Linked DNA regions of Mus musculus: all the other regions are linked to region 5. A link is a contact called in public HiChIP or PLAC-seq and promoter capture Hi-C data. All regions are on one chromosome and are shown on one strand. The core of a region is the stretch at or near the end of the contact, and the rest is flanking DNA. Distances in the headings are between cores, read along the strand shown. Region 1 holds the start of Zfp248 (zinc finger protein 248). Region 2 holds the start of B4galnt3 (beta-1,4-N-acetyl-galactosaminyl transferase 3). Region 3 holds the start of Bms1 (BMS1, ribosome biogenesis factor). Region 4 holds the start of Kdm5a (lysine (K)-specific demethylase 5A). Region 5 holds the start of Adipor2 (adiponectin receptor 2). Region 6 holds the start of Ankrd26 (ankyrin repeat domain 26). Region 7 holds the start of Zfp9 (zinc finger protein 9).

The links. Promoter capture Hi-C pulls out the DNA fragments that hold promoters and counts their contacts. HiChIP or PLAC-seq counts read pairs in DNA pulled down with a chosen protein or histone mark.
Region 1: a contact with region 5 is called in an H3K27ac HiChIP or PLAC-seq map of extraembryonic endoderm stem cells, with 5 times the contacts expected there. The contact joins the promoter of Zfp248 here to the promoter of Adipor2 in region 5. A contact is called at or near these places in 2 of 39 promoter capture datasets (cranial neural crest and hippocampal neurons) and 4 of 115 datasets of contacts at active chromatin or transcription factors (astrocytes, bone marrow-derived macrophages, extraembryonic endoderm stem cells and 1 more).
Region 2: an H3K4me3 HiChIP or PLAC-seq map of pro-B cells shows a contact between it and region 5, with 4 times the contacts expected there. The contact joins the promoter of B4galnt3 here to the promoter of Adipor2 in region 5. A contact is called at or near these places in 2 of 39 promoter capture datasets (cranial neural crest and hippocampal neurons) and 3 of 115 datasets of contacts at active chromatin or transcription factors (embryonic stem cells, large pre-B cells and pro-B cells).
Region 3: an H3K4me3 HiChIP or PLAC-seq map of stem cell-derived neural progenitor cells shows a contact between it and region 5, with 8 times the contacts expected there. The contact joins the promoter of Bms1 here to the promoter of Adipor2 in region 5. A contact is called at or near these places in 3 of 39 promoter capture datasets (cranial neural crest, pre-B cells and second pharyngeal arch cranial neural crest) and 4 of 115 datasets of contacts at active chromatin or transcription factors (astrocytes, bone marrow-derived macrophages, extraembryonic endoderm stem cells and 1 more).
Region 4: a promoter capture Hi-C map of pre-B cells shows a contact between it and region 5, with 4 times the contacts expected there. The contact joins the promoter of Kdm5a here to the promoter of Adipor2 in region 5. A contact is called at or near these places in 9 of 39 promoter capture datasets (the 3T3-L1 cell line, 3T3-L1-derived adipocytes, the C10 cell line and 5 more), 7 of 484 Hi-C or Micro-C datasets (B cells, CD4 T cells, the HPC-7 cell line and 4 more), 4 of 115 datasets of contacts at active chromatin or transcription factors (astrocytes, bone marrow-derived macrophages, large pre-B cells and 1 more) and 3 of 9 other capture datasets (adipose tissue, embryonic tail and liver).
Region 6: a promoter capture Hi-C map of second pharyngeal arch cranial neural crest shows a contact between it and region 5, with 4 times the contacts expected there. The contact joins the promoter of Ankrd26 here to the promoter of Adipor2 in region 5. A contact is called at or near these places in 7 of 39 promoter capture datasets (the C10 cell line, the HPC-7 cell line, cranial neural crest and 4 more), 4 of 115 datasets of contacts at active chromatin or transcription factors (astrocytes, embryonic stem cells, extraembryonic endoderm stem cells and 1 more) and 1 of 9 other capture datasets (embryonic stem cells).
Region 7: a contact with region 5 is called in an H3K27ac HiChIP or PLAC-seq map of extraembryonic endoderm stem cells, with 12 times the contacts expected there. The contact joins the promoter of Zfp9 here to the promoter of Adipor2 in region 5. A contact is called at or near these places in 3 of 39 promoter capture datasets (cranial neural crest, hippocampal neurons and neural stem cells) and 3 of 115 datasets of contacts at active chromatin or transcription factors (the NIH/3T3 cell line, astrocytes and extraembryonic endoderm stem cells).

The regions. Positions count from the first base shown.
Region 1 is chr6:118,454,086-118,457,498 of GRCm38.p6, reverse strand. It overlaps Zfp248 (zinc finger protein 248), which reads left to right and starts at 1,993. Exons shown (of 6, transcript NM_028335.2): 1 at 1,993-2,083; 2 at 2,588-2,822.
Region 2 is chr6:120,293,259-120,296,246 of GRCm38.p6, reverse strand. B4galnt3 (beta-1,4-N-acetyl-galactosaminyl transferase 3) reads left to right here and starts at 1,350. Exons shown (of 20, transcript NM_198884.2): 1 at 1,350-1,856. The coding sequence starts at 1,688.
Region 3 is chr6:118,418,006-118,421,386 of GRCm38.p6, reverse strand. Bms1 (BMS1, ribosome biogenesis factor) reads left to right here and starts at 1,970. Exons shown (of 23, transcript NM_194339.1): 1 at 1,970-2,099; 2 at 2,770-2,978. The coding sequence starts at 2,803.
Region 4 is chr6:120,362,565-120,365,676 of GRCm38.p6, reverse strand. Kdm5a (lysine (K)-specific demethylase 5A) reads right to left here and starts at 1,578. Exons shown (of 28, transcript NM_145997.2): 1 at 899-1,578. The coding sequence starts at 1,063. It also overlaps a transcript of Ccdc77 not described here.
Region 5 is chr6:119,387,325-119,390,608 of GRCm38.p6, reverse strand. Adipor2 (adiponectin receptor 2) reads left to right here and starts at 1,875. Exons shown (of 8, transcript NM_001355692.1): 1 at 1,875-2,127.
Region 6 is chr6:118,560,969-118,564,131 of GRCm38.p6, reverse strand. Ankrd26 (ankyrin repeat domain 26) reads left to right here and starts at 1,861. Exons shown (of 34, transcript NM_001081112.2): 1 at 1,861-2,319. The coding sequence starts at 2,075.
Region 7 is chr6:118,477,458-118,480,737 of GRCm38.p6, reverse strand. Zfp9 (zinc finger protein 9) reads left to right here and starts at 1,465. Exons shown (of 6, transcript NM_011763.2): 1 at 1,465-1,532.

The DNA of each region.
Region 1 (3,413 bases), core at 744-3,243, 930 kb after region 5:
TGTCAGAGGACAGGCCCTGACCTAAAACATTGAATAATAACATGAATGGCTCTGAAATGATTTTGGTGTACATAAAAGAAGTCAAATTCAGAAGCCACGTTAAAACCTACTTGTATTTATTTGGAATTCTGGGGAAGGTAAAACTATATAGTACAGAGAATAAATCAGCCTATAGGGAGGATGGGGAGGGAGCAAAGTAGACAGAATGACAGTCATCGAGAACAAACTAAATACACAAGTTCATACTAATGTAGGTAACGCTGGATGAACCAACAAGAGCAATGAGATGCTTCATCTCAAGTATCCTGAAGCAATGGAGGACAGGATGGAGAAGCCATTATGAACTGGGAGAGACTAAGAAGGCTTGGTGCCTTCAGGGACTTCTGGTATTTTTGGATTTGTTCCTGGAGCAAAAATAGAAAAATCACTGGAGAAGGGAGAGTTGAATAAATCCTATAGTTTACTTCTTTTCATAATAAGTGTTCCTCAGAGACATCATCTGCTCACTTGAGTTAAATATGTGTGAACACTATGTTGATCTGTTTTCCCCCTAAGATTTGAGGTTCATGCAGCCCATGTGGGCCTTGAACTGTCTATGTAGCGAGAGACCAACATCTTTCTGGGGATGGTCAGCCTGGCCCAGCAGAAGCAGCTATCCTTTTAATGCTATTCAGCACTAGGGTTGTGGCTTCTCTCTCTTTTATCCAGAGAATATTCATGATGATGATCTTTTAGTTTAGACTACTTTCCAGGATTTTATATAAATTTGTTTCACATTCACAAACTAATTAGTTAGTTAAAATATTACATAATTTTCCCCTTCCCTGTCCTCCCTTCTACCTCTACCCTATATCTAACTCCCCTTTCTCCACAGCCTTTTTTCTTTAACCACTCTTTTTACACACACACACACACACACACACACACACACACACACACACACACAAATAGAAACTTCTGCATCCCTCAGTGTTGCCTGCAGGTGTATGCCTTTGGGGACTGACTGACCACTTGGTATTGGACAACAACTCATGGGGCTCACCCCTGGGGAAGACTAATTCTCTCTCTCTCTCTCTCTCTCTCTCTCTCTCTCTCTCTCTCTCTCTCTCTCTGTGTGTGTGTGTGTGTGTGTGTGTGTGTGTGTGTAGTTGCTGATTGTCTGCAATTCTTCATCTTGGGATGCCAGGAGAGAAGCGAGGCCTATAGCACGAGGCTAGTGAGATCATGAATCTTATAGGAAACCCTACCACTGCCACTGTCCCAAAGTAGCACAATTCATAACTACATTCCCTATACGTATCATTATACCCACAGGTAAGCGTAGCTCTCATCCCTTAACAAAGACATTCTTTTTACAGCAGTTAGAGACCATTACCGAAGGACACACCTTGTCAAAATACAGTGAGCAACTGAGGGAAGAGTTCTCAGCCCAACTGATATAACACTCCTCCACCTAAGGCTCGAGCAATGCTGCAGAAGACCTGGTAGAGATTTTAAGAGCCAGAGGATAGGGAAGTCTGATGTGAGATTGTGTCTTGTAGCTAGGACAGGGAAGCCACGCCTATGAAATCTCAGCAAAGTGACCAAGTCCTGAACTATTCCAACACCAGTTGACATTCCAACATAATTTTTAACACATCTTTCCTTCTTTTTGAGTGTAGAAAATATATTAATTTGATCCCCAGTCCCCAGGGTAGTGACAGAAGGCTGGCGCTAGATAGAATAAAGATACAGAAAACTGTCGCGGTGTACCAGAAAGTCCCATCCTGGGAAATGAGTCTGACAAGGTCGTGTTTACACTGCAAACACCTTTACTTCTTACATAAAGTAACCCTGGTTTCTAGACGCCTTCAACAGCATCATTTTACAATACAGAGTGAGACAGGAGCTGACTCCGTTTTCCAGGCAACAGTCCTTCTTCCAACACTGGACGTGGAGACCCCACTACGAGCACCGTTGGGCGCACCGCCCCTTCCTCTGCGCATGCGCAAACTGCAGTCCTGCTCCTGGTCCATCCGTGGCCTCGCGTACCTCCTGGGAAACAACTCCTGGCCTTCGGCACGGTGCACTGCAGGAGCGGCGGGTGAGCCTTAGACAGCATCAAGGGCGGAGGGTTCTGGGAGCTCGGGCCATCCTGGTCGCTGTTGGCAGCAACCAGGGACCAGCGGGGTGGAGGGCTGTATGGGGAAACGCCGGGGTGCGCTGGGACTCCATGGCTCGGGCTTGCGGGATCCGGATAGTCCCGCACTTCTGCAGAGCTAATCTAGGGCCTCTAGCTCGTGCTACGCCTGCGCATTTTGCCCACTAGGCGGGGAAGATGCGGGGTGGTTGGGCGGAACCCTGAGGAGTTGACTCACGCATGGCGCGAGCGTGACGCGGTGACGCATCCGTTCTCTGGCTGCTGGGGCTAGATGCTGGGATGTGGGGGGCGAGCGGGTAAGCCAGGTCCCGAGTGAATGAATTACTGGGACAGAATAACCTACCCGAGACTCGGTTTCCTTTTGTGCACAGTGTGACTATTACGAATACTTGCTGCAATTTTCTTTTCTTTTCTTTTTTCTTTTTCTTTTTTTTTTTTATTTTTAAGCTACTACTAGGGAGCCCACCCTCGCAGGGGGCCTTTGGACTGGTCCCTAGGGCGCAGTGTTTGGAGTGGAAGAGGAAAGTGGTTAGCTAGCCACCAAACCTCCTGCCCCCTCACACACCCGGGATCCCAGTTCTGAATTTGGTTCTCGCTCATGTGTTTTGTGAAAATGACAGTGTCCTGAAACCATGGAAGACTGTGTGCTCGCCGAAAGTCTGGGACAAGTTTAAGGAGAGAGGTGAGCTGGAGTTGAGAGAGATGGGTGCATACAGGCTGCACATGGAATGCTAGTTCTTGGAAAACGATTGGGAGTGAAAGGCTCACAGGTCCGGAATTGCTATCACTGCCCCTACCTCCACATCTTATGCATCCCTCCTACCTGGTTAACTGTGGAGAGGCGGTCCCTTAGACTCTTGACTCATGTGAAGGTGGCATGTAGGGACACGCTTGCTATTATGGCCATATGTTTCCATCGGACAGTAGTGTAGGTGGGTCCTGAGAATCTCAACATCTTGCAGGTTTTTAGTGACACAACCGGGGCCTGCAGATGGCTGTATATTTTGTCTCTTTGAGGTGCAAGTTTCTTATCAAGCGATCGTTTTGAGAATTGTAAGCAAGCAACTTGGAATGTAAGCAAATACATTTTGAAATTTTTATCTTGCCTTAAAAGCCCCGTTCATTTCCTTGACTTACCTGACTTCAAGGGATTAATGGTGTTAGATTTAACAAAACCTCCTGATTCCCACCGCTGTCTCCGCACTCCCTCATTTTCCTTGATCATCAGTCCGGACAAGCCCATAGCCTTTCCTCCTTTAGATTATCATTTGCT
Region 2 (2,988 bases), core at 101-2,600, 910 kb before region 5:
ACCTACACTGGAAATCAAAACCAAGGCTTTGTGTATGCTAAACATTTCTCCTACAATTGGTATGTACGCCAGATCACTCTTCTCTTCTGCAGTCTCTACCCCTAGATTTCTTTTGTCTCTGTGCTGACCTTGGCTGACTTTAAAAAGCTTGCCTTGACCTTTCTTTCAAAGCTTCTATAATCATAAAAGAAGACCTTTTATGTGGCATGAGAGTTGGGAGAAAAGAAGAGACTCGGAAGGAAATAGCGCGAATCCACCTGTGGTACGGGCAGCTTAAGGAAGATGTGCCTCTCCTTTTCATTTTTTCTTTCTTTTTAAAATATTTTATTTCTCAAATGTACATGTGTGCCTCTTTGTGTGGGTATATTCATGTGAGTGGAGGCTGGAGCAGAAGCTAGAAGAGGAAGTTGGAATTAATGGGTTTGGGGAACCCACCTCAGGCCCTGAAGAAGAGCATCATACACTCTTTTCTCTTTTCTTTTTTTGAGATTTATTTGTTTATGCGTACGTACACTGTAACTGTCTTCAGACGCACCAGAAGAGGGCATCAGATCCCATTACAGATGGCTGAGGGCCACCATGTGGTTGCTGGGAATTGAACTCAGGACCCCTGGAAGATGCTTAATCACTGAGCCATCTCATCTCTCCAGACCCAGACCATGCACTCTTAATAGATGAGCCATCTCTACAGTTCTGCCAGACCCCCTTTCCATTTCCCTAGTTCTTTCATGGTTCTGGGATGGAACCCAGGGCCTCCTGAATGCTAAGCATTTGGTCTGCTCTTGAGTGGCCCCTCCATTTTTTTTTTTTTTTTAATCTCCAACAATCTTTCACCCAAAACACCTAAAACTGGAGAAACTCCTTGTAAAGGCTCCCCTGGTGCCTTTCAGTTGTAGTTGCGCCAGGGAAAAAACGGTATTCAAATTTGACTTGGAAGACAGTTAAGATTGAATGAAGTGTCAGTTAATTGTGACTAGGGTCTTTCTAGGTAGAGAAAGGTCCTGAGGCCAAAGTCACAGAGGTCACTTAAAAAAAATGTGTCTCAGCCCCACAGCAAGCTTCGAAAGAGCGCCTTCGAATATCTTGACGGTGACTGGGTTTTCTTGGTTCACAGAGTCCATGTCTTAGCTCGCATCTTCTTTCAGTCCCATATCCCTCATCATCACCCCACACACCCTCCCACATAACTCCAAGCCGGTGAGTACGCCAGGGACCAGCTCTCTCTGGCCCCACCTCTCCCCTTCCCTCATTCTCTAGGGGGCGGGGCCCACCTGCGCCTGGGGGCGGGGCCAAGGCGTGGGCGGGACAGGTAGGGAGTAAGGTAATGCTCGGAGCTGAGAGAAAGCGCCCTAACTGCAGCAAGCAAGCGCAGGGGCCGGAGGGCAACTAGGAGAGCCTCCTGGGCAGAGCGCTGGAGTGAGAAAGAAGAGAGGGAGGGAGGTGGCGGGCCTGCGACGAGGAGAGGCGTGGAGCGGACACTTGGGGAGGAGGAGCCCGGCTCCGCGGCCGGAGAACGACCTGCGAGGCACCCGCGCAGCCCAGGATCACCCCAACGCGTCGAGCATGAGCAGTCGGCCCGCTGGAGAGCGACCCGGGGAGACTGGCTGTGCGCCGCGCTGAGCGGCGGAGCCGGGCCGGAACGACGGGTGGGTAGCGGGTGCTGGAGCGGCAGGCTGGGCGAAGCGCCATGGGGAGCCCCCGCGCCGCGTTGCTGATGCTGCTCCTGCGCCCGATCAAGCTGCTGAGGAGGCGCTTCCGGCTGCTGCTGCTGCTCGCCGTAGTATCGGTGGGACTCTGGACTCTGTATCTGGAGCTGGTGGCGTCGGCCCAGGCCGGCGGGAACCCCCTGAACCACAGTAAGTAGCGCCGGGGGGCGAGGAGGTGGCGGAGGTGGGCGGGCGCTCCGGGCGGGGACCCGCCTCTCCGAGCTGATTCCAGGTGCCGGCGCCGCCCCGCGCTTTCCTGGGGACCTGGGCTTGTCGAGGCCACTGTGGGTCGCTGATCCTGGCCTGCCCACTCAGGACAGAGTGGAGCCGGGACGCTCTCAGGACATCCGGAGCGCTGGTGGAGGATTGGGGCGCCTTCCACCGTGCGGGAGCCACAGCCTCGCGGGACAGAGCTGTTTGCGAGCGCGGGCTCTGGGGCTGCGGCGCACTCGGCCACACGCTGCGATCAGAGCCTCCCCAACTTTGCCCTCGGCTTGCTGGAGTGGTTGGCTCGCTGTTTCCCCTCCAGCCGAGCTTTCGGGGGTTCCTTTTCAAAAAGCACCTCCGAGAGAGACGCCTGGCCTTCCCGCCTTGCGTGCGCCTCTTTTTCCAAGAGTCCCACCTCCTGAATGCGTGGTTCTCTGCTGGTCCAGACTGCCTCCTCCAGTGTTTTCACACTCTCCGCAATACCCACAGATCTAACAAACTCCCCAGACCCCGCCCAAGGCGACCCTGCCATGAGTAAATTCCTACTTGTATTTTTATTTCATCAAAGCACTCAAGTTTCTGCTTAGGAAAAGGGGAGGAAATGGCCTATCCCCTCTTCAATGGATATGATTATTACCCACAGTGACTTTCAGTATACTTTTGATAGGCTTAATAAAATTAAAAGTCATCTAGTAGCCAGAAAGGAGTGGAGAAGTTTCGAGAAGGGTCAGGTGCTCTTCTCCAGCCTTGAGGGGGGGGGGTGTGGGGGGAAGTTCTACTTCATCTTCTCACTGGGTCTCACTTTCCTGCTTTAAGAAACTCAAAGACTACCCTCCTGGTAGATTTTTTTGGCCAACAGTTTTTCTCTTAGCTGGATGTGATGGTTTATCTTTTGTGGCTCAGAAGAAGAAATGAGTGTCCTAGTCAGTAACTAAGCAGGATCGGTTTGGAGATGTACTCTTATAGCCCTACCTCTCTATGGCTGTGGACACAATTCTGGCTGTGAACTAGAAGATGCTGTTACAAGGGATCAAGCTATGGCTGTAGCTAGAGATCAAGAGGCAAGAGGAATCCT
Region 3 (3,381 bases), core at 721-3,220, 970 kb after region 5:
AATGTGACTTGTCTATTTAACTAGAGATACAAACTGTTCACTCAAAAGTTTTTTTATTTATTGAGGATTACATAGAACACATTTTCTAATATTTCAGGACTCACGAGAGCTTACCCCCAGAGAGATACCACATTTGTCATGCACACCAAGCCCCAGCATACTCAAATGTCAACATTCACACCACACGCCTTCAGGCACCTTAACTCCAGTGTCTCAGAATTAAAGTGGATCCCATTCCCTATGTCAAAGGCCATGTCTCTCACCCAACCCCCGTCCACTAACTCCCAGCATCTTTGGGCATCTACTTTGTAACAGAATGTTCTGCAGCTCCATATCTTAGCCATTGCGTTCTAAGCAACCATTTGGGGATAATGAAACAAACATGCTAAAATCTCTTTAGTATGCCTATGAAAAATGTCCTTAGTGTTTAGTGCCTTAAGAAAACTAACTGACTAGTTGTCTAGTTACCTCTCAATGTCAACTTGACACAGTCCAGAGTCATATGATGGTCCAATAAGAAAGTCTCAGTTAAGGAATTGCATAAATCTGATTGGCTTATAGGTATGACTGGAGGGCTGGACTTGATTATTAATTGATTTAGGATAGCCAGGCCCACTATGGGTACCACCATTCCCTGGGCAAGTGATACTGTGCTATGTAAGAAAATAAGGCAAGCATAAGCCTAATGAGTGAGTTAGCAAGCACTATGGTGTCTGCCCTGAGTTCTTCCAGCGTTGGACTGTATGAGAAATTTCTCATAGGCCTCATTTGGTGGTTCAGCTAGGGGGATAGTTGCCAGGCAGGATGACCCTGTCACAGGTTGGGACTGAGGGCTGTTTGACTTGTTCAATAGACACCTCTGTCAGCCATTTGTCCTCAGTTTGCGATCTTACATTCCAATCCTTTTGTTGATGATAAAGGGCAATGTAGTCTTTTCTATAACTACTTCCTGCAGAAATTGGGGCGTTGCTCTGGAATGTGCAGAAAGGCTAGAATGATGGTCACTGGAATGATAGTCAAAGGATGGGGAGAGAGAAATAGGAGGGCCAACCTCACAAACTATCATTTGCTAAACCTTTGATTTTGTTTCATAATTTCCATATGAACCTTTAGAGCTGTTTTGTGTTGGTGTGCTATTAAAAGGTACAAAATGGGAGACTTTGAGGCAACTGAACCCATGTTCTTGGCTCATTGAGGTGAGAGCTGTGTTTTGCATGAACATGCTATTTTGTGGGAACCTGAATCCGTATTCCCAGGCCGCAGTCACTCTTATTTGGCGCAAGGAAAAAACCCTACTTCTTATTCTCCTTGAGATGAGCTCAGTTTTGAGTCCAGCATAACTGTAGCAAATAACCGGGACTGGGGGTTTGAGGGCTATTCCCCAGGACTGGACTGAGTCCTGGGGATGCAAGGCTGAGCACAGAGACACAAGACACACGACACACATAGCCACACATGCACACAAAATGGCAAGCTAAGACGTTTTCTGAAGAAAACGCCCTCTCCAGGAGCACAGAGGAGCACCCTGCCCTCAGCCCGTCGGTCCTGGCACAAGAGGGCAGCAGAGCGCTGAAAACCCGTGAGGACAGCTCTGGCAGCGGTGACAGGGAGCGGTAGCCTAGCGGATGGGGCGGCGGAATTCACAGCTTTCAAGTTGGGACTGGCGATGACTCGGGCGTCCTTCCAGCGTTCCTCTGCTACTCAAATAAGCGGGCCAGGGCCCAGCGCCGCGCGGATCCTCTGAAGCCAGGTCGCGCTGGCTGAGAGCCCGACTCTCAGAGTGGCTGGGACCCGAAGGAGAGGGCAGTCCGTGCGAAATCTGAAAGTGCGCTTGCGCAACCCTCAGCCAACCCAGAGCTTACTTCCGGCTTTCCCCTGAAAGTCGTCCGTCCACGGGTTCCTTTTTTTCCCCTCTTCTTTGCTCGTTTCCCTCCGACGGGTACAAGCAGAAGGACAGTTTCCGCTTCCGGCGTCGTGCTTGCGGGCTGGAGCGGTTGCTGCCGTGAGTCCGAGTGCTTTCGCGAGCCCCGTCGGCTTCCCGGTTCGGTCGGTCCTCGACCTCCCGACAGGCTGCTCCCAGGCTGCGTCTGGGCTGGAAGGCAAGTTTCTCGGCCGCCGGAGAGGTGCTCCCGGGAGTGTGGAGGGCGTGGGTTCGTGCAGTGCTGGATGGGGAGCGGGTCACTCGAGCAGGGAGGGCTCCTGCCCAGCTCGGCTGCGTGTTCTTCTCCCAGCAAAAATAGATCACCGGGAGGGGAAAATGTGCTTCCTCCAGGAGCTGAGAGGCGAGTCTGCTCAGCACTGTTCGGATGTCTTAAACTTGTATGTTTGTTTTCGTTTTAAGTTAAAAGGACACTTCAGCCTAAGCTACCTAGAATAGTAGGCACTAGTCACGTGCGACTAAGTTTAAAATTAATTTAAACTTAAGATAGTTTTCAGTTTCCGAAGGTACGCTTGAAATTCTCTGTAACCACGTGTAGTTCACAAGGCTTCTGTACTGAGAACAGCAGGTAGGATGTATTTCTGTCATTACAAAAAATGAGCACTGTCGAAATGGCTTCAACATAAAACATAAGAAGGATAGTGTTGGTGCTGCTAACTCTTATACTTTATGGCGTAAGAAAGGGACGTGAATTTGAAGATACTGGCTAAACATTTTCTACCTCCATTCAATGAACAAATACATCAGCACTTAAGTAAATTAAATTACTGCCCTCCTGTGTTACCCTGATTATAATTGATTACCACCACCGTCCTCCCTGTTCCGTGTAGGTAAGACTTATTTGTAGTAGATAAATAGCCACCATGGAGACCAAGGACCACAAGAAACATAGGAAGAAGCACAGTGGGCCTAAAGCTGAGAAGAAAAAGAAACGGCACCTGCAAGACCTACAGCTTGGAGATGAAGAGGATGCCCGGAAGAGAAACCCCAAAGCTTTCGCAGTGCAGTCAGCTGTGCGGATGGCGAGGTCCTTTCACAGGTGTGTTTACCTGGGGTTAGTGGGTCTTCCCTTAAGTACTGGGAGCCTCTCCCAGATGGCATTTGCCTTGTGAGTCTTAACTCAGGTCTGAAGGACGTAGGCATGCCATAGTAGGCATGCCGTATGGCTTTTCCTAAAATGTCAGAGCTCTGTCAAAGAAACATTTTCCCTCTAACACCTGCCCTTTGCCTTTCCCCACTTTTTTCTTTGTTTTCTTTCTTTCTGTCCTTCTTTCTTTCTTGTCCAAGAAGAAGAATTTACACAATTTAGATCACACACAAAAAAATCTCCTAAACTTTGCATATCTCCATGGCAGTTAAAGTGTTGGTGGTTCCCCCCCAATACTTTTAATGTAAAATACTAAAATAACTGTATTTAGGGAGATAATAATATATAGCCAGCA
Region 4 (3,112 bases), core at 329-2,828, 980 kb before region 5:
AACCTCTACATTAAAAAAACAAAAACAAAAACAAAAAATTAATGCTCTTTATCTTTCTCAAGGATGCCTCCTTGTTGCAGTAATAATTAGCGTGGGGGTTCTAGTCTAGTGACATCACCCTGTAGACAACCTGAGTTCGGATTACTAAATTTAAGAAACCCGAGTAGTGGCCTGCAAAGGTTTGATAAACTGAACATCAGTAGGCTTGGACACAAAAACGGTCGACATTAGTGGGGTTTTTTTTAACACGCAAACAGAAAGATGGTGCGTGAGCTGATGACAGGACACTTCAAACGCCTTTCCCTAGGAAGGGCCTGAAGCCTTTTGTTATCCTTACCTCCAATCCACACTACAATATCCGTGCCCAATAAGTTCTGGGAAGGAAAAGGTCCCAGAGACACCTCTTTCTGTCTTTTGAAGGGGGACCTGAGAAGCGATGCGATGGCCCAGTCGTCAGGCCAAAGCCTGACAATCTTGAGTTCGAGCCCGGAGACCCACAACCCCCACAACGCAGGAAGAGAATCGACTCCTACAAAATGTCCTCTGACCCCTCCGCGAGCGCTCTCTCGCTCTCCTCCCCTCTCTCCCTCTCTCTGTCTGTCTGTCTCTCTGTCTGTCTGTCTCTCTCTCTCTCTCTCTCTCTCTCTCTCTCTCACACACACACACACACACACACACACACACTCACACGCGATCAAATAAAATGTCAAAGTGGACGTGAAACTGCGTTCAGAAACCAGGGCAAAAAACATCCTCAAAAGTGGCCTCGGGACACCAAGAGAGGAGGGAGGGGCCCCCGGAGAGCACGGAAGACCCCCAAAGAGGAAAGCCACGGGGAGGAGGAGGACCGTCCCGCCGCCCCAGCACGCCCCCCGTCCCCGCCCTCAGGCGACGCTACCTTGGGTGGCCGGATTTTGCAGATGCCCGTTTTCTCCGCAAAGGGCCGGATGCGCCCGATAAAACTCAGCGGGTCTGTGAACTCCTCCCAACTGGGCTCAAAGACCGGGCACTCGGGCGGTGGCACGAACTCCGCCGCGTAGCCCCCCGGGCCCACGGACGCCATGGTCACCAAAAAATAAAATAAAAAGCCAGGGGGGCCTGAGGTGCACAAGCGAGGAAAGGCTTGGCTGACGGCCACCAAAGCCCTCTCACGTCCCCGCACTGGGGCCGCAGCGCATCTTCTTAGGACGAGAACGAGTCCTCACAGGAGCGCCAGCCGCTCTCCCTCCGCTCGTTTGTTATTGTTTCCTTCAGGGCTTTTCCTCTCAGGGGCAGGACGCTCCCGGAAGTTAACGTGCTGCTAAATCAGTCCGCCACCGCAGGAAACAAAATCCCACCGCCGCCACGTCTAGTCGGGTCTTCTCTCCTCGCTCCCTTCCATGACGGCCGGCGGAGCTTTTTTGTTTTATTTTGGTTTTTTGTTTTCTCACAGCTTGCCTGTCAAAGTTCTGCGCCCTCCGTCCACCCCGGGTGCGCGGCCCCTCAAGGCGCCGCGACCTCTCTCGAGGAGAGGCGAGGGAAAAGCTACCCCGCAAGGTGGAACGCGCGCTTCCGGCGCGCGGAGGAATGTGTAATGCCTCGGAGAGCAGAGGTACTGCTTCCGGTAAGGGGCTTCCGGTTCCTCTTTGTGTCGGGGGTGGGGACACGAACGCAAGGTGGGCCCCTCCGTGGCTAGTCGGCCGGGTTTGTTCGTTCTCCGAGACCTGTTTTTAACATCGTTGTCTAGGTTTGGACAAGTGACGAACTCTTGGCCGAGTTTCCGCGTCTCCGTTTCCTTCTTTCGAATGCTAGTCTTGTACAACTCGTTTCGCTCGGTCGCCTTCGTACGGGTTTCTCGCTTCTCCGTGACCAATAGGTTTCAGCCCAATTCCGTCATTACATGGGCCGGCCTTCACCACCAGCTGCGACTTGCTTTTTCTCACGACACTGGGAACCTACCCATAGAGGGCCTGGCCTTGCTAGTCTAGCTGTTGGCAGCCATCCCGAAACCGTATTTGAGTAGTAAGCAGGGCCTGAAAACGCTTGCTTTGTAACCAACCCATTTCAGTTTGGTATGAAACTGGTCACCTTGTCAGAAACCTCTACTTGGAAGGCCGGGCATAGTTGCACACGCATAGAGTTCCGATCAGCAATGGCTGGTTTAAAAAAAAAAAAAGCCACGTTTCTGGTATACGGTCCTACAGTTCCTTTATGCGTCTAAGCCTGACTCTACAAGGTTGAAGGCAAGAACCGGCTCCAAAGTTATCCTGTGCCCTCCACATCCATATACCTTTATGGTGATGAAGGTAGATGCTTTAGGGGCAGTTCGAGCTGCATATGAATTTGAGGCCTGATTAGGCTACGGGAGACCTTGTAAGTAAGGAAAATCCCTGTGTGGTGGCTCAGGACTATAAACTCAATTCTGGGGAAGGAGATGTAGAAAGAGCACCATAAGGCCACATGGTACACTTATCGAGTTCCAGAATGGTCAAGAATACGGGGTAAGGGCCAGAACAGTGGCTCAGCTGTGAAGGGCACTTGCCACCAAGCTTGAAATCCTAAGTTTGATTCCTGGAACCCCATGGTTAAAGGAGAGAACTGAAAGCTGACCTCACCTTCACGCCAGGTCCACATACATTCATCTACAAATTCACACATTAAGTAATCAAAGGCTGGGGGGGTTGGAGTGGGGGGGTGGCTATCAGGTAAAACGCTGACTCATAAATAAAGGTTCTATTCTGCTAGTCAGGATCAGGAATGCAAGGAAATGGACTCAGGCTAGTTTGTTCAATTACTTTCTGTACTAGAAATTGAACCCAAGTCCTTGAACATATTAGGTAAATGTGTCCTGAGCTGTAACTCCAGTATAGTCTCCATTTCTTGCTTAAAGAAAAAAGGGAAAAAGTGATATACAGAGAAAAAATGGACATAGGAAGGTATGATGAATTATATACAATTACTAAAATATTTTATAACAAGACTTAGGTCATTTAGCATTTAATCTGAAAAAAAAAGAACTATGCACATCAAAAGAGAAATAGTAAAATTCAAAAGACTGTTTTAAATTTTTGTGTTTGTTTTTCAAGACAAGGTTTCTCTGTAGAGCCTTGGTTGTCCTGGACCTCTCTGTAGA
Region 5 (3,284 bases), core at 626-3,125:
AGAAGGGAGATTTTGATTTTGAAGATTCATAGCTGATATGGGGAGATACTGAACATTGCTGAGTTCTCTGTGATGTGTGAATAGCCAATCAAGAGACAACCTGTACAAATCAACAAGGGCATAGCCAGGGAAAGAGATCTGGAAAAAACAAATCTGCTTTGAAACATTTGGTGATGCCATTTAGGTAAGGATAAGGGTGAAGCCAGTTGGGCAGTGGGACTCAGGAATGTCCCTTTGAGGGTAGGGAGAGTGGCAAAGATCCTCATTAGCTGAGAAGGTGTGGGTGGGCATTTTGAGGAAATAAGGTGGTTTGTTTCATCATTATAGAAGCATCAGAAATTGCATGTAGTGATTGACAGTGAGATCAGTTCAAGAGGCCAAGCTGAGAGGTAGGAGGGGAAATGGCGGGCTCTCTTAAAAACCCTGTTCCTGGAGACAGAAGCTTTGATCAAAGAAGCATCCTTAAAAGAAAGCTCTGCAGGAAAGATTTGAGAGGGGGTTTTGTTTTCCTTTGTTGAAGCAGGGTCTCATTTTAGCCCTGGCTGACCTGGAACTCATCTTGTGGCCCACGTTGGCCATGAACTCACTGCAGCCGTCCTATACCAGTTCCCACGTGCTAGGAATTAAGGTGTGAGCCCCCATACCTGGTAAGATAATGGTCTATCTTAAGTCTGTCTTCCTTAGGGGATACCTTATATTCAGCCTGAAAAAAAAACTTCTCTTTTTGCCCTATTTATTATGGATCCTTCCCCCCGCACCCCCCCCCCCCTTAAGTTATTGATGGAATCGAGGCTTTTGGAGTGGCTATAGCTTTACCACTGAGCTATATTTCCAGCCTTGGGCCACATTTATAATTCCCAAATGCCTGCATTTGTTTTCTGATGGGAAAGGTACAATTGTCTTTCTCAGTCTTAGTAGCCAAGTCTTTGTCTTTCTCTCTCTCTCCCTTTCTTTCTTTCGTTTCTTTTTTTCTGAGACATGGTTTTACACTCTGTATAGCCAAGGCTGGCCTGGCTCGCGATGTACACCAGGCTGATCTGGTACATGCAAGATCCTCTTGTTTTAACCTCTCTAGTGCTTTTCCTCGTTGAAGAGTTTTCCATGTCTGCTTCCCTCCAATCGCTCAACATCACATTTTAGCTTCTTGGCTATGAGACCGATTGTGGTCTAAAGGCAAGAACAATAAGCTTCCTCCAAGGTCTAAACTAAAGCTTCCGAATTTACTTTGACGTGTATTAAGTTTTGAACTAAAGAGTGTGACAGATACAATCCTCTTACAACTGAACACGAAGAAACCATTTTTTTTTCCTCTGCACACCAGCTCCTATAGTTCCTTGTTCTGGTTCAATAGGAAAGCTCACTCGTAGCAAATCATTCCCTCTGGGTAAACAGACACAATGCTTAAGTCGTTTGCAATCGACCATTGAAAATAATTTTGAATATCTTCTAGAAGTGGTAGGGCATAAATCAATCATACGTTAGTACGGTAATAAAAACAAGCCCTACTGTTTGAGGAAGAGTTGACTAAACGCTTTCGGAATCCTGAAACCTTCATAAGACGACGCCTAGCATTATGTTGGCCGCTGACACAAACACACGCTCCATCCCGAGTCATTAAACCGTGGCGGCCCACTCCCTTCTCAGATCTCTTCAGAAATCGTCGAGGAAGCTGGGTGAGCGTTCCGAGGCACTCTGCCCGCACTGTTTACATTGTGGACCCGGCCGAACTACAACTCCCAAGATGCATCACGCTTCCAAAGCCTCCCGAGGGGAGGCTTCCGGTTTAGGCCAGCGCGGCTGCGCACGGGGTGTGGTCTTACTGGCTCGGCCCGCCTCGTGCGATGCGCGTCACGGCTACGCGCGGGCGCGGAGGCGGGGAGACGCGGCGGCGGCGGCGGCGGCGGTCGCGGCGGCGCGAGCACAGTCCCGACGCGGTACCGCGGTGGCGGCGGCGGCGGTGGCGGCTCCAGCGAGCGGCCCCCTCCCTCCGCGCCCCCCCTCTCCCTCCCCGAGGCGCTGCTTCCCGAGGCGCCCGAGCCGCGCGGTGAGACGGCCGCTAACTCGGGCGAAGGGCTGTGGCTCGAGCGCGGCTTCCCGGGCTCAGCAGATTGCCCGGGTCGGAAGGAGGTGAGGGCTGAGGGACAGGTGTCCCCGGCGCGGGCCGGGAGCGCGCGCCTGGCCGGCTCCGAGCGCGGCCGGAACTCTGACCTGCGGCCGCGCGCCTGGTGCGGGGCCCAAGCAGCGGCCGGGGGGGTGGGGTGGGGGGGGGGGCCGGGGCCGCGCTCCGTGCAGCTGCGGTCGCGGGCGCCCGCTGCCCTGTCCCCGCCGCGGGGCAGAGTCCGAAGCCCCTCGCTCCGTCTCTAGTCGATTTCGGAGCCGGTACCCCCGCGATGGCCGGAGACTGAAATCCTCCCGCCCCGACTTCTAGTTGGTGTCTTCTGCCACTTCTAGGGATTTCTCTGGCAGGCTTGCTTCGGATGGCTTGTGCTCAGCGCGACTTTTCCAACCACTGGGATGGGAAGGTTGCCCTCACCTTTCCTTAGGTGGCGCGTCAGGCTGTCACTGCGGGATAGTTCTTGGGCCCAGTTCTGAGCCCCTTTGGGTTTTTATTTGCCAGTGGTTAGCTTGTTAGAGAATTGCTGGAAACGGCTATAAAATAAGTTTTGATGAGTCCGAGGGAGCGCTAGACCAGACAGCTAATGAGTCTCTTCTTTTGTTTTTTTTGACCTTGATTTAAACATTTGTTTCTGGAGTTTGAAAACTTCACGAGAGCGTTGAGCAATGAATTTTTGATAAATGACATGACCACCTGGGATTTGGTAGGTACAATGCTTCATTGGTGGTTTTAGTATTTTAGTGGAAATGATCTTTTAGTTGCATTTATGTTTTACTCTGGTTGTCTCATTTAAAGAAAAAAAAACTTTAAAAAAATTAAAATTATCCAGTTTATTATGGTGTGTTTCTGTGTGACTCCTGTGTTCATGGCACACGTGTGGAGGTTAGAGAACAACTTGGTAAAAGTTGATCATCGTCTACGTTTATGTGGTTCCGGGTATCGAACTCAGGCGGCAAGGTCTTGAAAATTTGCCTGGCAAGCATACTCTTTAGCCATCTCACTTGATGGCCTGTAATTCTTGTGTTGCTGTGTTCATTGTGTTTCCCCAAAGCAGAATGCTTACCCCTGCTCCCCAAGGAGCAAGGTAAAAATACTGCAGTCTTTTAGGATTTTAAAATTTATTTGTTCATAAAACACTTCCCAACTAAGTGTATTTGTTTTGTTTGTT
Region 6 (3,163 bases), core at 612-3,111, 830 kb after region 5:
ATGAATGTCCCATTTGCATGCCTGTCTATGTGCCACATATATGCAGAGCCAATGAAAGGTAGAAGAGGGCATCAGGTCCCCTGGAACTTGTACAACCGACCAATGCTAGTCTTCATCACATGGGTGCCGGACAGTCAGTGCTCTATCGGCTGAGCCATAGCTCCAATCCCCTGTACTTGTGTTCTAAATACTTGTCCTTGTACCCACAGATGAGTGTAAGTCTCACCCCTTGCCAAAGAAGCTTCTTTTTGCAACAGGTGGAGGTTACTAAAGCAATCTACAGCTGGTCAAAATGCAGAGAATAACTAGCTAATAGTTAAATGGACCCAGAGCAAAGCCCAGAGCAGTGTGATAGAGAGACAGAAAGCAGGGGCAGTGGTCTACACCCAAAACACCAGCTTTCCAAAGCGGAGGCAGGAGAATCATTAAGGTTCAAGGGTAGCATAGGCTAGAGTGAGATTCTGTTTTACACACACACACACAGAGGCACACATGCACACACATGCGCGCACACACACACAAAGATAAAATTAGCAATAGAATTTATTTCAATTTTTATTACAAAAGATATAGTCAAATCAAAAACCTGTGGAATCATTCCATTGAGTACAGCATGTATTACAGATCCACACTGCAGAAGTGGGATTCCTGTGGGTTGGGGAGCAGGGGGAGGGGGTAGGATAGGAAAGCTGATAACATTCGAAATGTAAAGAAAATATCTAATAAAAAATTAAAAATTAAAAAAAAAAAGAAGCTGTACCATAGGAACTGACTGATCTGAACTACTGCCGTAGCAAGTTTTGAACGTTGCAAGTCCAGAAGCAAATCACATTGAGCCATCGTGTTCTCCTGTGCGTGGGACCTAGCTTCTTTATGTCCAGGAGGTAAAGCCTTTGGAATGTCCACTGGGACTCCTAGCTTCCATCAGCCAAAGGGGGTAAGAAATTCATCAACTGCCATCTGAGGGGTGTTAACACAAAACCCACTTACCTGACGTACCCACCGACGTATCTGAAAAGTGGGTTGATTTGTTGTCGTTTCTATTAAAATTGGAACATGAAACAGGATTTGAGGTAGCCTGAATTTGAGGTAGTTCCTGCGGCCACTGGAGGTCCTATTAGGCACGAACGGTATTTTATTCCCTTTGAGGTGAGTTGTGGCTTTAGATTGACAAAATTTATTAACAATTTAAAACGTCAAGGTGAACACTTACACTGGAAAACTGCTTACTAAGTATTACTTTTTCCAGGTCCAAAACCAAAAATTTACACACATCATATCGTTTCATTCAGATCCCAAATGCAGACAACCTTTTCTTCTTACCTCCCATCAGCTTGTCTAACTCATATACTGACTCTTTAGGCTGTGAAACACGATCATTTATTGCACTAATTCCCAAACTACTTAGCTTAACAAAATCTCTTCCCTTACTCTTCCACGCCACGATTCCATCCATGCTGTTTGTAGTTTACTTTTTGATTATCGCCTACCTAGAGTCCAATAGGTTTGCTCCCCAACAGGTTTAACTGCCACTGAAACACAAGGCCAAAGCTAAGCAGGGAGGCCGGACTCCAGAAGGTTCTGCGCCCATCTGCCAGGCGCCCTCAATGCCCGCAGTCCTGGAGTACTGGGTCTGGGTTCCACGCTGCTGAGCGACCCCCATTCCTGTTGAAGCCTTGCAGCGATCACGCCCAAACCGAGGCTAACCCGGGCCTCTGGAAACAACACACTGCCCACCTCCGCCTTAAACCCCGGGTTAGAGAACCCGCTAGGTTGCAGCGCCCTGACCTCCTGAACAGCAAAGAAGGCGGAGCCTGGCCGTGCGCACGCGTGCTGGGCACTGGTCGCTGCTGGGCCTGTGTGAGCATGCGCGGCAGCAAGAAGGCGCGGGTTGCTAGTTTGCAGCTCGGCTTGGCGATTATTGTGCTTTAAAAACCTGCCGGGCCATGCAGCGTCTTTCCCGGTGGGATCCCGTGCGTCTAGGCCGGCTTTTCAATAAGTGCCCTAGCTGCGTTGTGTTGTCAGCCAACGTTGCGCGGGGAAGAAGGTGCCTGTGAGGGGCGTACCCTCTGCCATGAAGAAGATTTTTGGCTTCAGGAGTAAGGGCCCATCGCCCTTAGGCCCCTCTGCCCGCCCGCGCAGCAACTGCGTGGGCTTTGGACGCGAGAGTGCTAGTGGCTCCCACGTGCCCAGGTACCATATTCACGACAAGGATATGGGCAAGATCCACAAGGCTGCAAGCGTGGGAGATGTAGCCAAAGTGCAGCATATCCTTATCCTTGGAAAAAGTGGCGTGAACGATAGAGACAAGAAGGACAGGTAATAAATGGCCCGCCAGTTAGCGGGGCGGGACGAAGCTGGTGGGGGAGCGTGCACCTACCTTGTCTGGCTTTGGGGCTGGAAGACAGAGAGTCTATCTTTCATTAAGGAAGCTTGACTCTTCCCACCTGGCTTTGAATGCCTAAGTCTTAGTGGGGTCTAAGCCCTGACCTGTATGAACAGCAAGGACAGCAACAAAAAACACTTCAGCTGGTTTCTGATCCACTGACAGTTCCCTTCACTGGCAATGTAAAGCGAGTTAACTAACATTTTAACTTTCTGCATACATATAAGAAAGTTTTATGTTGTAGAAATACATAATAGGAGAAATGTTTCTGTTCAAGGTTAAAAATTCTTCCACTAACATACAGGATCCATCTTATCACTGCCGTACACCTGTGTGAATGGTTTTGGTTGGTTGGTTTGTTTTTACTGCATTTTGAAGTGGGAAAATAGTTCCATATTCTCGAGTCAAAGATTGGTAATTCCCAGAACTCGAACTCTGAATATCCTGATCAATTTAACGTAAGCCAAACCCGACCGTCAGCGTTTTAACAATTTTGAGTTTCTTATGTTGCTTTTGATTTTGTGATGAGACGAGAAAAAAAAAACTTTCTAAAGGATAAAACTACTAGTTTTCACAAGTCAGTCGTTTACTAGCAGCCAAAGAGACACAGCAGTGAGCAGGGTGGAATAGAAAACCCAGAACATATCCAATCAAGTATATGTAAGAATTTAGATATTGCTGGGCAGTGGTGGCTCATGCCTTTAATCCCAGCACTTGGGAGGCAGAGGCAGGTGGATTTCTGAGTTCGGGGCCAGCCTGGTCTACAGAGTGAGCTCC
Region 7 (3,280 bases), core at 216-2,715, 910 kb after region 5:
TTACCCTGCCCATCTATTGTTTCCGCCAGTGTGTGTGAGTGTCCTCATTGATGACTTCTTCTGTTCTATTACTCTGAAGGCTCTGTGAAGGGACCAAAGAGATGGGGCAGAGGTGACGAGTGCTGGGTCCACTTCCAGAGGACCAGGGGTTCATTTCCCAGTGCCACATTATGGCTCACGACTGATCGTCACTCCAGTTCCAAGGGATCAGATGCCCCCTTCTGGCTTCATCATGCATGTCTCCCACATGATACACAGACATGCAGGCCCAAACCCATATACACAAAATAAAACAGCCCCGGGAAGCAGCTTGCACGTTGGAAAAGGAAATTTGGGGTGCCCTAAGTCTATGTTCCAGGACCATCATTATGTTCAGTTCACAATAACCCCTTAGAGTTATCCCCTTAGAGGCAAGAGCTGTGTTTCTGTGCCAACAATACCTTTATCCTGAACCTTGCAGGCTGTTTGGTCCCCTTGTCTCTTAAGTTGGCCTTTTGAGGACCAGTCAATGAGTCTGAGTCCTTATGGCTGCCCGGGGCTCAGTCGTTGATCTTAAAAGCTCTGGCACCATATATGCTATATGTATACATTTATGTGTAAAAATTGTAACTTTCGTATGAAGAATGTAATATTTCCATATTTCTAAGGTTAGTACAGTGCGGACTAAAGTTATGGCCAAGGACATATACAAGTTGTTTTACATATTCAGGACATCGTTCTTAGTGAGAGGATAAGAATGGCATTCTGCATCGGTAGGATACAACTTTAAAAATTTGGCCAGGGGGAGGCGGGGACTAACATGTAGGGCACTTTACTTGGTGTATTCTTTTGGTTTATATATACTGTACATATTTTTTTAGTTTCTCGCGTTTCGTGTTATCGTTTACATAGTTTTGAAAGGTAGTAATCCTAAGACAAAATTGCAAGCTCCTTGGATGTAAACTTCAAGTATTTAAGCTACCCCACCGTACACACTGCGCACCCTCTGACGGCCTTCTGTCTAACTCCGCAGGGTGCCCATTGCTTGTTCAATCATCCCCTTAAAGATCAGGCCTTAGGGAAGCAGCGCAGCGCTCAACAGTGAGGTACTCAGAGCCAAACTTCATAACGTGATCACACACGGAGTCATCGCGGAGGCTTCTGGAAAGCGTAGTCCAGAAAGGAGGGCCGTTAGGCGCATGGGCAGAGCCCTCGCCTGTCAGCTGAGGAACTTTTGTCCTTCGTCTTGCGGGGGACACCGAGCCCCGCGGCATCCCCCGATTTGAGGGGTTCTCCGATTGCGGCGGGCGGGCGGGCGAGCGAGCACGCGATCCTGTGGGGCGGCGGCGGGAGGAGCGCGCTGGGCGGGCTGAGGAGGGGAGGGGAGGGGAGGGAAGGGGAGGGGAGAGGAGGGGACATCAGCGGGAGGCAGGCGGGTCTGAGCCACCGCCCGGGTGACGTGGCACCCACTCGCCTTGTCCTCCCGCCACGTCGGCGTCCTCCCGCTTCTCAGCCATCCCCGGGCATCTGCAGCGGAGGCCGCTGTCACCGAGGTGAGAATCGCTCAGGGCGCACGGAGCAGGGCAGTCTTGCAGAGTGCTGTGGAACAAGCAGGGCGGGCTGCTGCTTTTCCAGCAGAGCCAGGTCCTTTCATCTGGGCCCCTCAAAGCTGTTCACAGAGGCTGTTTGGTTTACCCAGTACCTGCGGGTGGTCGTAATCCTCTATTGTTTAACTCTGCCGGGCTTGTCTCTTCCACGCAGTCCTGTCTGCGTCTGCTTTCCGTGCAGCCGCTGAGGACACAGCCTTGAAGCATACTTGATCATACCTGGAGTCTTCTATTCCTAAAACTCCTCCAGCCTCCTCTGGATCCCTTAGTGTGAGAGATTAATTAAGGCTCTCCCTCCCCATATCCCTCAGCTATCCTTTGTTAGACTGTTGAACAGTTATTTGGAAGTACAGTATTGCTTTTTAAAAAAAGGTCTTTCAGTATTAAATTTTCCTGAGAATCTGGGAATTATATACACTCACCCTCTAAGGGAATAGAAGTAAAACAGATTGGGGGTGGGGTGTCGATCTGGCCTTGGAGCTCCAGACTAGTTTGGAGCTGTTGAAACTCCTGCCTCAGCCTCCAGGATGCTGGGTTTACAGGTGTGTGCCACCCCGTCCAGCAGAGACAGATCTAAAAGATGAGAACTGTTGTTCATTTGTGTTCTCTGTTACGAAGGAGATTTCCTAAGGCTGATGATTGGCGCATTTGTATCTGGCCTTATACATTAGGCCTTTGGTATGCACCCGGCTGACTGGAATTAAGCATTTGGTTTTTTGTTTGTTTGTTTTTGTTTTTAATCTATATACACGATATACCTTTTTAGGGAATATGGTACTAAAACTGTTGTCTAATTAATTAATGACTTTATTTATGTATTTATTTGAAATAATGTCTCACTATGTAGTCCAAGCTGGTCTAGCTCTCGTTCTATAGCTTAAACCAGCCTTAATCTTGCTATCTGCCTGCCTCGGCCTTTACAGTGCTGGGGCTAGAAGTGTGCCTCACTCCATGTGGCTTCAAATTGCTATTTTTGAAGGTAATTTTGTTTCAAAGCTTCATTTGTTTCAAAGCTAGATTTGGCAGCCATGCAACAGTTCATTAAGATGTAATTTAATTTCACCCCACCCCCCTGTTTCAGCCTGTTTTGAGAGGCCAGTCAATTACAGGGATCTAAACCTGTTGTGTGGCTGTCAAGGCTTGACCGGAGGCTGCACAGAGGGTTATTCACCATGATTTAATTCCTTTCACTTTAAGAATAATAGCATTGAAACTAAGTCCCAATGCCGGTAGCAGACATAGCAACAGAACCAAAAGGAATCATATATAAGAGAAAATGGATCACATGTAAGGTTCTTGAAGAAGTGCTCCGTTTTCTTTTTGCTTTGAGAAACTGTAATTTAGGGAGAAGAAATGCCTGGTATTTGAAAGCTTTAAGATGACTTTCTAGCTTTGGAGGAATGTAATATTAACAGAAAAAAAATGTTACTTCCAATATAAACAGCCAAGGTCCCCTGTTTGCATATGTTACAGTTCCTTTGAAATGAATCTGTTCTTTGGTGTTTACAGGTTGGGTGCTTTTATCTTAGTCAGTAAGCAGACAGATGCTTTTCAAACAGACAGTAGAAATGTTTAGATTTAGTCAAAGACAAACACGCCCCAGGCTCATCAGGATGGGGAGAAGGCTCAATAGAGAGGCCAGTAGTACTTCATCCTGGTCCCTCTGATTGGGTCAGGACAGCTTCTCAGTATAC